Regions from separate parts of the Rattus norvegicus genome. Here region 2 is linked to region 1. A link is a contact called in public Hi-C data. All regions are on one chromosome and are shown on one strand. Each heading gives the region's core, a stretch centred on a gene start, on an enhancer-like site or on the middle of the called end of the contact. The rest is flanking DNA. Distances are from core to core; before and after follow the strand shown.

Region 1 (6,986 bases), core at 1,664-4,163:
CTTCAAGCATCCGAATGCAATGTGCACACAAACCCAAAGGTATTTGCTGTCAAGTTTCTAGGCAGGATTATGTCAAACTGACCAGCTGTTTCATCTGCCATGCTTACCTTAACTTCAAAAGGCTGGTCTTCTGTCCCAGGAAAATTGAGCCTTTACCATAAAACATTTCCAAATTCCCTCAGACCTCAAAACATGCCCACATTAAGGTATCTCTCTTAGGCCTCTGGAAAACTGTGTCGAATGTACACAAAGACTCCTCAACCTTCTGCCCTCCAGTAAGCACCTTCCCAAGAAGAGAAATAAAAACTGGTGACAGTGCGAGGTACACCGTGTGCAGCCCTACGGGCAATGTTTGCTCAGGGAGCTGATGGGGGCAGAAGTTCCTCTAGGTAAACTGTGCCCTTGAATGTCTGTGTACACACAGAAGGGGTGCCTTTGATAAGCTTAACCACCAATGCCACATGAGCATGTAGTGACCCTGGGTGGAGAGTCCAAAGAACTACATCTGGAGAGGAAACCAAGCCGCCATTCCCCACACATTCTAAAGGTACTCCTCAGTAGATCAGATGCGCTAAGGAGGCAGACCAGTGAAGCACTGTGTTTTACTTTGGGGTCCTGAGGTTAACTGACAGGGAAAAGCAAATGACTAAGGTGTACTATGGAAGATTCCAATGTCTTCCTTCTGTTGAACTACTTTAAGGAGAAGCAAGATTTACAACAGGCATGGCCCCCTCCGGGTTGGAAACACCAAGGGTTTGGAATCCCGCCCAGTCCTGGGGCCGGGACTTCACTTACCTGGAGCCTGCTGAGCAGGAAATGGGCCCCTGGAAGATGAGGTAAAGTGAACACTTTCTCAAGAAAATTACTCTCCCCACAGAGACCCAAGCACCTCGACAGAGAATAAATTCCAACCCAGAGTGAGCAGCTCTCAGGGCCATCTGGATACCGGTGTGATGTGGATGTGTGTGTTGCTTGGAAAGGAGCTGGGGTTCTAGCTCGCGCTTTCCTGTGCAGAGGGAAATGTTTGCGCCTTGCACATGGCTTCACAGTGGAGGGTAATTGGCAAAGACTATGAAAACCCATGGGTGGGCTTCTACCTCCGCTCAGAAGCATGTCTCCCTTGTGACGCCATCTTCCCATCTGCCCGGTCTTCCTCAAGTAAAAGAACTGTGCCTGTGGGAAGCTGAGAGGAATGATGGAAGCTGGGCTCCCAATCACAGCTCTCCTGAGGCCACTAAGACTGTCACTGGCAGGCCTGCAGGCCAGCAGGCCGAGGTGGGATTGGTGCAGGGCTGCAGTGCTTCCTGAGAACCGAGAGCCCCTTAACTTAAATTCTCTTCCCTCCTCTTCCTCCATCGTCTCTTCTGTTTCCTTAACACAAGCTCAAATTGTGATGTCAGAATATGGCAGACAGGAGTCTCCTATGTCTTATGAGAAGCCTGGGGGGATGGGGAGGTTCCTAAGTACTTTCAGTTGCCAGCTTGTGGGTTAAGTGTTTGAGCCTGTGGAAGTCCCCTCCAACTAGAATAAAGTGCTGTCTGACCAGAGACAAGAAACTAGAGAACTGCAGAGATACAGAGATATGCCCAGGGTCACACAGTCAGTAGTGACAGAGCTGGGTCCATGTAGTGCCCACCCTCATCCTCACTTCGCAGCACAGGGAGCTCTATTCTAGGTCTTTACTGAAGTCAGAGGATGATGTAAGGAAGGGATGCCCCAGTCCCTCCCCGACTGCTGTCTGCCAAGCTCTGCCTGTGTAGTGAGAGATGTGCCGGACACCAAGTGCTCTGCCCCAGAACGGGATCTTTGTCTGCCTTCACTCCTCACCACACCTTCCAGTTCTACAGCCAAGTCTGGCTCACAAAAGAGCGACTGCTAAGGGAACCAAGAGAACCTTCCTGAGCTGCCCACTGGTCCCTTCATTCCCCCTCCCAAACTCTGAGCATGCCCTGGGATCACATTAGTCCTGGGTGGACACCGGGGAATGCTACTCGAGTTGAGAATCCCCACACTGAGGGGGACACTGAGGAGGGAGGGAAGCAAGCAAAGGAAGACTCCACGCTCCTGGATGTGCGTTGAGACCAGTGTGCATGGAGCAGCAAGTTGAGCATGTAAGGTTTTTCCATGAGACTGGGCCCAAGGCACAGTTCCAAAAAGAAGGGAGATACAGGGGAGGACACAAGGGCCAGAAGGCTAAGAAATGAGAGTTCTCCAGAGTGCTGGTGACATTGGATGATCCTAACTCTCCACTCTCCATGTCATTCCTGTTCAGTTATCCAACACCATGCAACACACTGACCGCCCTAGACTCAGCTACTGCCCACAGTGATTAGGCTAGTGACTCAGCCTGGCAAGCCAGTTCTGAGGGGGGCATTAGCCATTGCAGTTCAATGGCTGCTAAGGCTAGAGTCATGGTAACGATCTATGTGCCCGATGCCTGGAAGACCTGTCGCTCATGTCCAGGCTGGATCCAAGCTGTAGGAGGTCTAGAATTTCCCTAATAATCATAGACTTTTAGTCTCTACTGTGGCATGCCCAGGTTCAATGAAGGAAGTGTGGCAAGTCTTGGAGACTATAATAACCGCCTTTATAGAAAGACAAAATAACCTAAGGAAGTAAAAAGGGAGAGGGACAGACTAAGAGTTAGAACGAGAGAGAAACAGAAAGAAACCAGGCTATGGGCTGGGAGACTTTGTTCTTGTGTCTAAGAGAAGTTGCTTCTCTCAGCTTCCCACCCCACTGTTCCCTTATCTCATACCCCAAGGTATGCTCCTAGACTATGCCTAGATCCAGGGTTCTGGAGCCAGAAAGTGGGAGAGAGCGGAAAAAAACATTTACATCATCCTAACCAGCCCACACTTAAGAATGGGCCTGCTACGTGACCATTGCAGTAAAACTGTTTATCTGTCCTTGCTGAAGTGTGGCCTCTAAGGGTCATGATCTTCTGCCTGTGACGTCCCCACAGCAGTTGCCCTGGAGATGTGGAGGTCAAGGATGGTAAAAGAGCTTCTTGCCAAGATGATCTCACATAAAAATCCCTTTGCTGGGCTGAGTGGCCGCTTAGCTTACACAAGGCTCTCCCCTCTGTGCTCAGAAACAGGGAGTGGGGGCAATTGAGCTATGAAGGGAAAGGGAAGAACCATAAATTCCTCATGTGTGTACACAGGCAGGGAAGGGTGGGCTCAGCACAGCATTGTAACCCTTTGATTCCTTCCACTCCCCCAGACTTGCCCTGTAAGGGCTGTCCATTTAACCACAGTGGACTTCGGTCCCGGAGCCTTGTTTGGAAGGTTGCAGAATCATCTGTTTGAGACTACCTTTCCCATTCGTCTGGGTAAGTCAAGCATAGAATCTCATTCCTAAGACCGAGGTAGGCTTCCTCCAGCCTCTGCATGTTTCTCCATTGCATATTGAGACAACCTTTGTTCTGGCGAAGCAGAACTTTGCACATTATATTTCTCCTTCAAAGTCACGTTTAGTCCTACTCAAGAGAGCTCTTCAACCTTCTTCAATAACAACAAAATTTATTTGCTACCCTGCCTCCCTCGAGAGTTCCTTAGTGCATGACACAATCTCATCTTTGTACCATGCAAACACTACTTCTATTTGCCTTTTAAAAAACAAACAAACACTGGCTAGCCCACAGCCCCAAACAAAAGCCTGAACCTTGACAATAACCATCATTGCTCCCAAATCTCAAGTGACAATAAACAGGAAACCAAAAGAGTGGTCCTCCAGCATAAACAAGAGAAAATGGCCTGTTCCCTCAAAAAGATTTCACTTCTTGCATCAAAGATGACCAAAGACATTTTTTCCAAATGCTTTGACCCAAGTGTCCTGTTAGTCTGGGTCATCTAAAACCTGAGTTCCCAGTTGGTTTATCATTTTATTTTAATGACCTGTGCTTCCTACAGAAACATGGAAAATGGTTCTCTCTCTTTCACTCTCTCTCTGTGTCTGTCTTTGTGTGTCTATGTCTCTCTGTGTCTTCTCTCTCTCTCACCTTTCTTTCTTCAGTTAAACGTGTTGTGGTGAGCATATGAAAGCTAGTCTCACTTGCAAGGAGCGCCCGGGAAAACTCGGGAGAACCAAGTCAGGAACTGAGCGGGACCGCGCCACGCGTGTGCCCACGCCCCAGCCATGCTCCCTGCGCAGCCCCGCTTCTCCCCGCTCCCGGCTCTTGCCACTGGCCGCACAAGGCCAGCTTTGTTCTCTCAGCTCTGTTTTAAATATCTGAGGAATATTGCCCCCCCCCATCCCTGCGCCAAATCCCCCGGCCTGGCTGCAAGCCCGGTACAAGGGTGCATTGTGGGACCGAGCAAGGCGAGACGGGGCTGGGGGCAGTGGGGATGGGGACGCTCGTGTGCCAAGTTCCCTCGGCCATCAGGGTCACCTGGGCTTAGGTGTCGTGGAAGCTGAAGGTGGAGGCCCGGGGAGATGGGTGATGGTTGGGATTTTTATTTTTCTTTTTCTGATTCCAGAAGTAGAAATTGAAAAACAGGGGCCCCAGCAGGAAGCAGATTCTATAAGGAAGTTTGTAAAGGGGGGCGTCCCCAGCCCCAGCCCGGGCAGCAGCTAGCTGTACCGGTAGAGCTGGTAGGCGTTGACCCGCAAAGCCTCACGCCTGGTTTCTTATCGGACCATCGCTGTACATACTTAGAAAGTGCCTATCACTCGGACACTTTAAAAAGCATTGCATTCCAGAGCCAACTAACCGGACTCGGGTGGAGGAGGCGGTTCTTCCTCCCCCAAGCTCAGGGCCCTGGAGGCCAGGGCTGGCTTCCTGTAGCCATAGGACTACTTCGGTCCCTTGGGGAAAACCACACCTTCCACGGTGCAGCCTCTCCCTCCCGAGGAGAGATAGAGGGTGATTGGGATGTAGGTCAAACAAAAGTGGGCTTTCAGCTGGCCGGGAGTTGCCCGGCCTCTCCCCTTTCCCTGGTCATGCTGCTCTGCACTGTGGCCCGCAGGTAGTTTCTTCCCAGCGCAGGTGTTTGGTTTCCTGTAGCCTAGGGTGAAGGAGTTCCGAGTTGTCATCTCCAGGGAGACCTGCTAAACAGGAGTCACAAAACCCACCTGTCTGGCCCAGCTTTTTATTTTAAGGTCAAAGAAAAACTGCCTCTCAAACTCAAAATGTGAGTCTTCGTTACTCGGAAAAAAAGTAGGTTTGGTCTTAAATTTAATTAAAAGGCACCTTTTATGTCCCTCTGTTGTGAATGATGCCTGTATCTCTACCCTTGTAAGTGAAGGAAGGAGGAAGGTGTGGCTTGGGACTGTCTGAACAGTTTGCTAGTTCTGCTATTCTCATTCTAACCCTGAATGGGAGCCTCAAATCCTCCTCTTACCATCCCTCCTAAGTCCCTGGGTCAAACTGACATTTCTCTAGAGGCTATGAGAGGGATCAGTTGATAAAGGGCTTGCTGTCCTGGAAGGGGGACCCCAGTGTGTAAAAGGTGAGGTGGGCGATTGTACTCCAGGTGCTGTGAAAGCCAAGATGGGAGGGGGCTTTTACCCCCTCTAACAGAGTAAGTAAGCCCCAGGGTTAGACAGAGTTACCGTCTCACCAAATGAGGTGGAGAGCAACTGAGTGAAGCCACCGCCTAACTTCAAGCATGGGCCTTCACACTACGCACGCATACCGCCACCACGCTGAAAGAAATAATAAAAAGTTTAATAACAAGTTTCCCAGATGGCAAGAACATAAATACCTTACTAGATTGTTTTTTAAATCAGAGCTTGTTTTCCCTATGTCACATTCTACAACATTCCAATCAATGCCTAAATATAGAGGTGACTGTCAGAAACCAGCCCTCTTTTGACAACGAAATAACTTGTCCTGAGCTACTCAGAAAGACAAGGAAGAGGCAGTTGGAGGTCCCCCCTCCTGCCCAGCGATGGAGTTCTGTCTCTCCAACTTGCTAGCCTGCCACTTCCTCACATGTTTTCCACATGTGAGGAGCTCTGTCTCAAGAGTAAAGCTTTGATGAGAGAGTCTCGGTAATCAGGGAACTTTGAGGAGAAAGGGTCTCAGTATGCACTCTGGAACTGCAGAGTTTACAAGGACCACACCGTACAATCCCTGCTCCAATTGCTAAGTGGCAGAGACTTCCCGGGGATCTGTTTCCAGGCACTTGTTGGTCTCCTGAAGAACGCCTTTAAGGAATACTAAGTGTCCTTTCACCACTCCGCTGGCCGTAAGCCCCCTATCTCTGCAGATGATAGCAACTCGCCCCGCTTCCCTGTCATGCAGTGACCAGAGCAGCCTGGAGCCGATGTATTTTAGGGAAAATGTAGCCTAGAACTTGGCCACTTGACTGAACCTCCTGATAAACATGCACAGTCTCTCTAGCTACATAGCAGGGTGCTGGGTCCTAGGACCCACTCTTTTCATGTACCCCCAAATTCAGGAATGTGGGGAGTGACCTTCACCCACAGCTTCATCAAAAGGCAATGTTTGCCGACGCAAACAAGAGGTGCCAGGGTTTACACCTGTTGTGCTTCGTAAGATGAGATCATTCTAGTCACCTTTGGCTTCGACCTCTGACTCTGGCAATAGCCTATGTTTCCCCTTGACTTATATAACACCATCCCAAGCTCTTGGGCCAAGCCCTGGTTTCAGACTATCCCAGGTTGGCCGGTGAACAAGCCATTGAGACATCTGTGGTACTGGATCCTGCCAAGGAACAATTCCATTTCTGCAGTCTCACCTGCTGCCTGTTTGGTGGTGCTTGTGTGAGCCTTTGAATCTCTTCTTGCATTTTGACCTTAATTCTTTCCTAAGACTGAATGGAAATGGAAAATTGAAGTGCCGATGTTAGAGATAAGAAGGGCAGGTCTCACAGACCTAACATAATTTAAACAAAGATGGAAGTCATTAGGCGCGCCGAAAGTGGAGAATATTTAGCCCTAACTCAGATGCTCACTTGATTTAAGCCAGACAACTGTGTGTTCAATTGCGAGGGGGGGAAAGAACACACTGGGAAAGC
Region 2 (6,986 bases), core at 2,119-4,618, 160 kb after region 1:
TACTACCCTCCCCGGATGCCTAGAATATACCCTCTGGCCCAGAACATGTCACTTTGGAGGATGAGTTTTCGTTTTCTTTCTCTTTCTCTCTCTCTCTCTCTCTCTCTCTCTCTCTCTCTCTCTCTCTCTCTCTCTCATGATGTAGGCCACTGGAGATGAACCCATTCCTAAAGACTGGGTTGGTTTTGGCAAGTACTGAAAGGGCTGTTCACCCTGGTTGGCAAACAAGCCATGAAGCCCTCCACACAGCAGGGGGCAGTACAACACATCTTCAAGGACTGGAGGGGTCTCCCAAAGGACCTGACCAGAGCTATGCTTCCATGGTCAGTAGCCATGGTTTGGGGCCTCAGGTGAGGGACCTGCAAGTGAACAGGTGAAAGGACAAAAGAAAAGGTACTACAGACATAGCAGCCATGTCTGAGTCCCTACTCCCAAGGCCTGAGCCAACCAAATGCAGGCATGAAGAACTCAAAGCCTGCTTTAGATCCCAGTCTTTCCTTAGAACCACTGTCTGAAGAACCAAGAGGAGGCAGATGGAAGGGCTACAACAGCTCCAGCTGCTCTGTCTCCTTCCTGGGGTGGGCAGGAAGCGGGCAGAGCTCACGACGAAGCAAGAACAATCTCAGAAAGCCCTTGGGTCTTAAGACCTATACAATGCATTAGTGAAATTATCCCAAAGTGTCTAACCTTCTGCCTCCAAGGAAGATAGCAATCTCTGAGAGACCTTGGGAGCAAGGGCTGAGGCACCAGACTTGGGAGCCAAAAAGTTTGACTTCAAACCCTGGGCAAGGCACTTAACACGCTTTTCCTGTAAAATGAGCCTAACCTTTGCTCTATATAAAGCTGTTGCTTGGAACAGTAGAAGCCAACAGGCTTAGCAAGAGTCCCCAACCCAATGGGGACACACTACTACTGACTGCATGGAGGGGGTTCGGCGAGAAAGGAACATACAGTACACCTTGGCAGAAGAAAGACATGCACAGAACACTGCTTCCAACTCAGACCCAGAACCCCAAAGACTTATGCCTATATCCCTCAGATTGCAGCTCCCAGAAGCCACCAGGCCACAAAGGCTGCATGAATCTGCAATGACAGTGGACTTAACCTGCTTTTTCCATGGAGGGGTCAAAAGGAAAGGGGGCATTGTGGGTTTTCTGCTGGGACAACCTAAGCTAGGCTAACTGAGCACATTCTCACATGAACATACATGAAGACAGTCACCCTGAGGCCATGTCAACTCTGAAGGTTGTGAGGCTGGCCTCTTTAGTCAGAGCAGACTTAGGCTTCTCCTAGGCAGGGAGGAAAGAGTTAAGCCTGCTCTAGGCTGGGAAGGAGGGTTCAGCAGTTATAAACAGTGAGCCTAGGGAGGGAGGGAGGGAGGGAGCTAACACAGGATGTGGCCAGGGCTTGAGCTGTCTGATTATTAACTTCACTTTTATTTGGAGGGGGATTCATTCTCTGTTTCACTTCCCATCAAGGAAGTGAAAGCCCAGGTCTCAGAGGGCCTGGTTTCCAATTGTTTTGTCACAGCTCATTTATTTTCCCCCTTAAATAAATAAACAAAACCACCTCTTTGTCCCCCCCCCCCAATGAGCATTCAGCAGATCATCTGTGGCCGAGGCATGAAAGGGGTTTTCAGGAGTCCTCCACCACGGGAGAACTTTGGGTTTCATCTTTTAAAAGGGAAAAAGAAAGGGTCCCTCCGTTGGCATCAGCCTTCTCCGAGCTGCAACGAGCACTCCTTTCCTGCCTGCTCCTGCGACCTCAGCCCACACCTCAAGTCCTGCCGAGCATTTAGACCAGTGGTCCTCAACCTTTCTGACGCTGAGACTCTTTAATACAGTTCCTCATGCTGTGGTGACCCCCCCCCACACACACACATAAAATGATCTTCGTTGCTACTTCATAATCGTAATTTTCCCACTGTTGTGAATCACAGTGCAAATATCGGTGTTTTCCAATGGTCCTTTGATTCCCAGAGGGGTCTCGACCCACAGGTTGAGAACCATCAGCGTGGTCAGTCTTCAGTTGGTCCTGAGCCTGCCTGCCTGGTTGTCCTCCCATTGCTCACAGCCCGGGCCATACAGAACCGCACAGAGAGGCTCTGAGGGGTCATCTTCTCAGTCTGGTTCACACCTACGGTTTTGGTTCCTACCGCACCCTGACAGTCCTACTCAGAATAACTTTCAGTAAACACACAAAAGGGTTCCATTGCAGGGCTTAAGAAAACACCACCACTATACATACCCCTGTGCTAAAGTTCAAAACACCTGTGAACCTTGCCTAACTCCTAGCCCAAATCCAGATTAAAACCTATTCAATCATGGTAATCCTCTTGCAAGGAGTGACCTACCTACCCAGTAAGAAGACCAACTTCTTGATGGGCCTGACACTCATGGGTCCTCGAGATTCAGAAGGGGAGGGCGCAGCCACAAAGACTGAGAGTAGCCGAATCCCGCTGATGATGGCATGTAGGTGGGCTAGCCAGGAAGAGGCAACTTCACCGGAAACAGAGGAGGAAATTAAAGAAGGCTTCCTAATGGGGGCTGACAGAAGAGAGAATATTCTAAAATCTACAAATGATAGAACAACATGTAAGCTAGGCAGAGAGGAGGAACGGTGGGGTCTTCTGTTCCTTGGATGACATCAGAATGATTGAGAAACTGGAAATGAGCTGATCACCTATAACACTGGAGCAGTTAGTCCTTGACCCTGGGTTGGTACGACCCGAGGGCATCCACTGGAATATCACCTTGTCTCGGACCCTGACACTGGGCTGCCAGGCAACCGCCTGGTGATCACTCTGACCTACTTCAACCACCCATGACTTTAAGCTCTTTGAATATAGGGCAAAAAGAACTAGGAGGCGACTGGGACAAATCCAATCACTGACCGAAGCGCTGGCCCTGCCTGCTAATGGCTAACTGATAGCATTCCCAAACGTCCCAGGGAACGTGCCAAGACCTCCGGTTTTCTTCCCGTTCTTAGAAATTCCTTCCCATGCCCATGGCATTTCGGTTTCCAAACCTAGGTCTACTGCGGGGCTCGGTGGCCGGACCCTTGGCCGCGCCTAGAGCGGCCAGGAGCGGGTTAAGGGCGCCAAGATGGCCGGCTTGTTTTGCTCGCCGAGGCATCACGCGGAGGCTGCCCTTTGCCTCCGGGGCCGCGGTCAAGGTTCCGCCGCCCTCTCTGGCACACTGCCCCGGCCGGCCCGAGCAAGCCTCCTCCCCTGAGCCCCGGCGCCTCGCGAACCTTCCAGACCCGGACGCAGCAGAGCGGCAGAGTGGCAGTGTGGCTTGCCCGGAGCTTCAGGGCCGCTGCTGGCCCTTCCGCATCTCGGAGCGTCTGCGGCCGGGTCCGCGGATGGCGAGCCGGCTGCGGTCGGCCAGCCGGTCTTCCCCAGCCGGCCTCCCGGGGCCTTTCCCGCCGCACCGCCAGCCCAGGAGGCGCGATGGGCGTGGCAACACTGCCCTCCACTGGCCAGTGTGCCAAACAGCACATGCGGGACCACCAAAACTGCCCTGATCACCTGACACTGAGACTCAGCTTTCTAGAGAGTTCTCGAACCACGAGAGTGCACCACACTTCCCTAGGCATCCAACACTTCTGTTAGCCCGGCCCTGATTCAGAGTTTGCATTTTACGGAGTTCCAGGGTGGATACTGCTGTTGCCTGCTGGTCCTGAACCCACCAGCTTGGTTCTCTTACTTAGATGAGGGCTCGACCATCCACTCCAGTATACAAAATACCGTGCAGACAGCACAGAGGACCCTGACAAAGCTCTCCCCTATATGACACTGAGCAGAGTAATCTCACAAATCTATGGCGGCACTTGAGAAAGTTTTCAATTTTAAGCGCATAGATGTCTGCCTATGTACTTCTGTGTACCATGTGCGGGCAACACACTCTAAGGCCAGAAGAGGACTTCAGATCCCCTGAACTAGAATTACAGACGTTTGTAAGCTGTCATGTGAGTGCTGGGAATTGAACCTGGATCTTCTAAGAGTAGCCAGTGACCTTAACTGCTGAGTCATCTCTCTAGCCCCCTGAAAAAGTTTTGATACATTTATACATACGTGTGTGTGTGTGTGTGTGTGTGTGTGTGTGTGTGTGTGTGTTCACAGGTGTGCTTACATTAAATAAGGACAGTTTTCAAGACTGGTTTCCCTCCTTCCAACGTATAGATTTTGGGGACCAAACTCAGGTCATTGGGCCTGTGAATCACCTTTCCTAGCCCCAATTTGAAAAAGTTTTCAAATTTTTCTGAAGGAACACATTAAGGCACTGAGAGAAGACATAAATAGGGAACTACAGTCCCCAATTTATCATAATTTCACTGTAAGTTGGAACCTAAATAATATACATTCAGTAGGAGCCACGGTTGAATTTTTAACTCTGGGTTTTCCCCCTGGACTAGCAGTAAACACAATATTCTTTTGCAGAAAGTTCCCACAGTCGTGAGTGGAAAACAGACTGTGGTCTGTAGTGTACTGCACTGCACAGGGGTGATGTTTGATAAGTTAAGGAAGCAGGCACACTTTCCACACTACCTGGCATTTTCGGTTTATGATAGGATTGTTGGGACATGGCTTCCCTGCAAATCTAGGAGCATCTGGGAGGTATGGAAGTTGCCTTCTGGTGGAAAGTCTAAATCGGGTCTAGAAGAAGGGAGCAGGAAGGTCCTGGGGAGAACCCAAGACAGTGCTTGTGGCAAGCAAGCAGATGGGACAGAGCACTGCCACCCATTCAAAGGTTGAAGGGCAAAACTGCGGAAACAAGAAGAGAGACCAATGGGCAAGATCCCATCTGGTACCCAGGACCTCCCTCTTCAGAAGAGACCCTGGGAACTGAGATCTCACACCAAGAATGATACCTAACTTCCCTTTAGGACTCCCAGCCAAGTACTTGTGGACTTTTCACTAACTGAGTCAGGTTTGTCTAGGCCCTTCCTTGAGGCCTGAGGGAGAATCACATTTGACATAAGCGGATGTGTTGGGCAGTGGTAAGAAGATAGGGTGTCATCGTCCCATCCGTGTAGTCCACATTTTGTCTGGGGCCCATTTCTCCAGGGAACATTGTTAAGCACCTGCTGTATACTTGGTACTGGTGTCACAATCCCGACGTGTGGGGAGGGCCTCAAAGGACAAGCTCATGCTGGCTCTGCCCTGCTGCTCCAAGCACTTTGGGGAACAGATAGGGGGACGCCAAATCTCCTCCTGAGTCTCGGTTCCCACCCCTCTTACTTATTCCCCTCCCTAATGACCCCAGGGTTGGCCAGGTTGGCACACCGCAACCACAAATGCTGTTGTAAGGATGTTTGTTGTAGGGTACCCATGCCACACTGAACATGTGGAGAGATAAACAGCAGTCACTGCCTCCCTGCTGGTCAGACTTCCATGGAGAACATTTCCTGTTAGTCCTGTCAGCTTGCCCAGCCCCTTTCCTCCTCAGAAGAATGGTGGATTAGGATGAGGTATTAGATGGTCAAGCTCAGCCTACCAGCACCCTGTCAGGGAGAAGGAAGACAGGAGAACTCCTATCCAGGGCCCCCAAATCACTCCAGTGTTATGCAAAGTCTTTGAGGGTCAGTGGACTCCAGGCCCATTGAGCTGGGGAGAAGAACTCATAAAAACAAACAAAACACAAGTCACTTTCCAGTTCAAAACCAGCTTTGTGTTCTCTCCAGCGGGTAGCTTAATCTCTCTGAGCCTCAGTCGCCTCATCTGAGAAGTGGGAAGGCACAGCATTCTGCCTTGTCGGAAGATTCCAAAGATTAGTAATGATCAGCTCTCGGGTGCTGACTCCATGCCAGGCACAAGGGCTTCTCATGAGGTCATGTGTGGAAGGACTGGCCTCTGGCCAGCCAGGAGTCAAACCCCGTCATGGGAGCCACAAGTGCCATTTCACAATAGCCCTGGTGCTCGGCACATGTGCTTAACATTTAATAGGTGGAAGTTTAGCAAGCCCTAGGCACATAGTAAGCGCTCAATAAACGGCCTTCATTATGGCCAGAGAATGGGGATCTGTGTGTGGAAGCCCCGTGACAAAGAGTGCGGAGAGGTAGGCGGCCGATGACGGCTTGCCCCATTTCCTTCTCCCCAGGAAAGCTAGCCCCATGTGTGCTAGGCAGCTCCCAGGCTGGGATGGCAGCTCTTACTCACCCTACCCAGGGAGAAGCTTAATTAGCCTCCCAGCAGCCAAGAGCACCCCAGATGAAAGGTTCTGAGTGTGAGTATAAGGCGTAACCCCCATATTTATAACCAAGGTGAGGAAGGGTGGGGGCGGAGAGGCAGGCCAGATCAGGGCCTTGCCTTGTTTATGACAGAGGTTCTCAGGAAAGGGAGCTGGCTAAGGCGGCTGGGTCTGAGAAAAAGTTTCCAGGGGTGGGGGCGGGGCTGCTGAGGGCCTGAGAGTGGAAGGAGTTGGGGGGCTGAAAGGGTCCGGAGGCCACAAAGCTAATCATTGTTCCAGCTCCCGCAAGTTGCAAGGCCAGGGTCCAGGCTCGGCTGGGGTGTGTCTGGGTAGGTAGAGGGCTCTGAGCTGGGGCTAACAGGTCCAGATCCAAACTCTATTATGACATTCTGTAGCCTCAAGTCTGGCCTCCCTCACTGATTGGCAGTACTTAGCGGGCAGGTGCTGGCACTCACGACGCACATAAGGAGCATCTGTGCCTTCCATAGGCATTAACTGAGCAGCTAGCCCATGCCAGGCTGGGAATACAGCTCAGCGGGAGTGTTTGCTTGACTGCATGGCAGACTCCAGGCACAAGAACAAGAGATGAGGGGCCAAAAGAGCACACCGTGACAGGGACAACGGTTGTCACATGTCACATGCAGTGGTCACAAGCACTTCAGTCCTCCACACAATACCCTGGGTGAAGAGGAGATAGAGACTGACGTGGGCAGATTCAGAGACAAGGTTGGAGGGCCAGCTTTGCAGCACAGGAATCGCGATGCCCGTCTAGCAAAGCAGGTTTCGATCTGCCTC

Evidence for each region. Hi-C and Micro-C count contacts between places; a contact is called where the count stands out from the background.
Region 2: a Hi-C map of kidney shows a contact between it and region 1, with 9 times the contacts expected there. The contact joins two enhancer-like sites. A contact is called at or near these places in 5 of 12 Hi-C or Micro-C datasets (the A7r5 cell line, hepatocytes, kidney and 1 more).

Annotation. Positions count from the first base shown.
Region 1 is chr6:104,520,223-104,527,208 of GRCr8, forward strand. No RefSeq gene overlaps it. Among named protein-coding and RNA genes, the nearest start is that of Rpl36l6, 26 kb to the right of the region's middle. Within about 2 kb of position 2,914, at least 28 of the 93 cell types and tissues checked have an H3K27ac peak or open chromatin away from gene starts, as enhancers often do. A contact at or near this core is called in kidney and liver, where this site is marked.
Region 2 is chr6:104,684,448-104,691,433 of GRCr8, forward strand. No RefSeq gene overlaps it. Among named protein-coding and RNA genes, the nearest start is that of Zfp36l1, 19 kb to the left of the region's middle. Within about 2 kb of position 3,369, at least 67 of the 93 cell types and tissues checked have an H3K27ac peak or open chromatin away from gene starts, as enhancers often do. A contact at or near this core is called in kidney and liver, where this site is marked.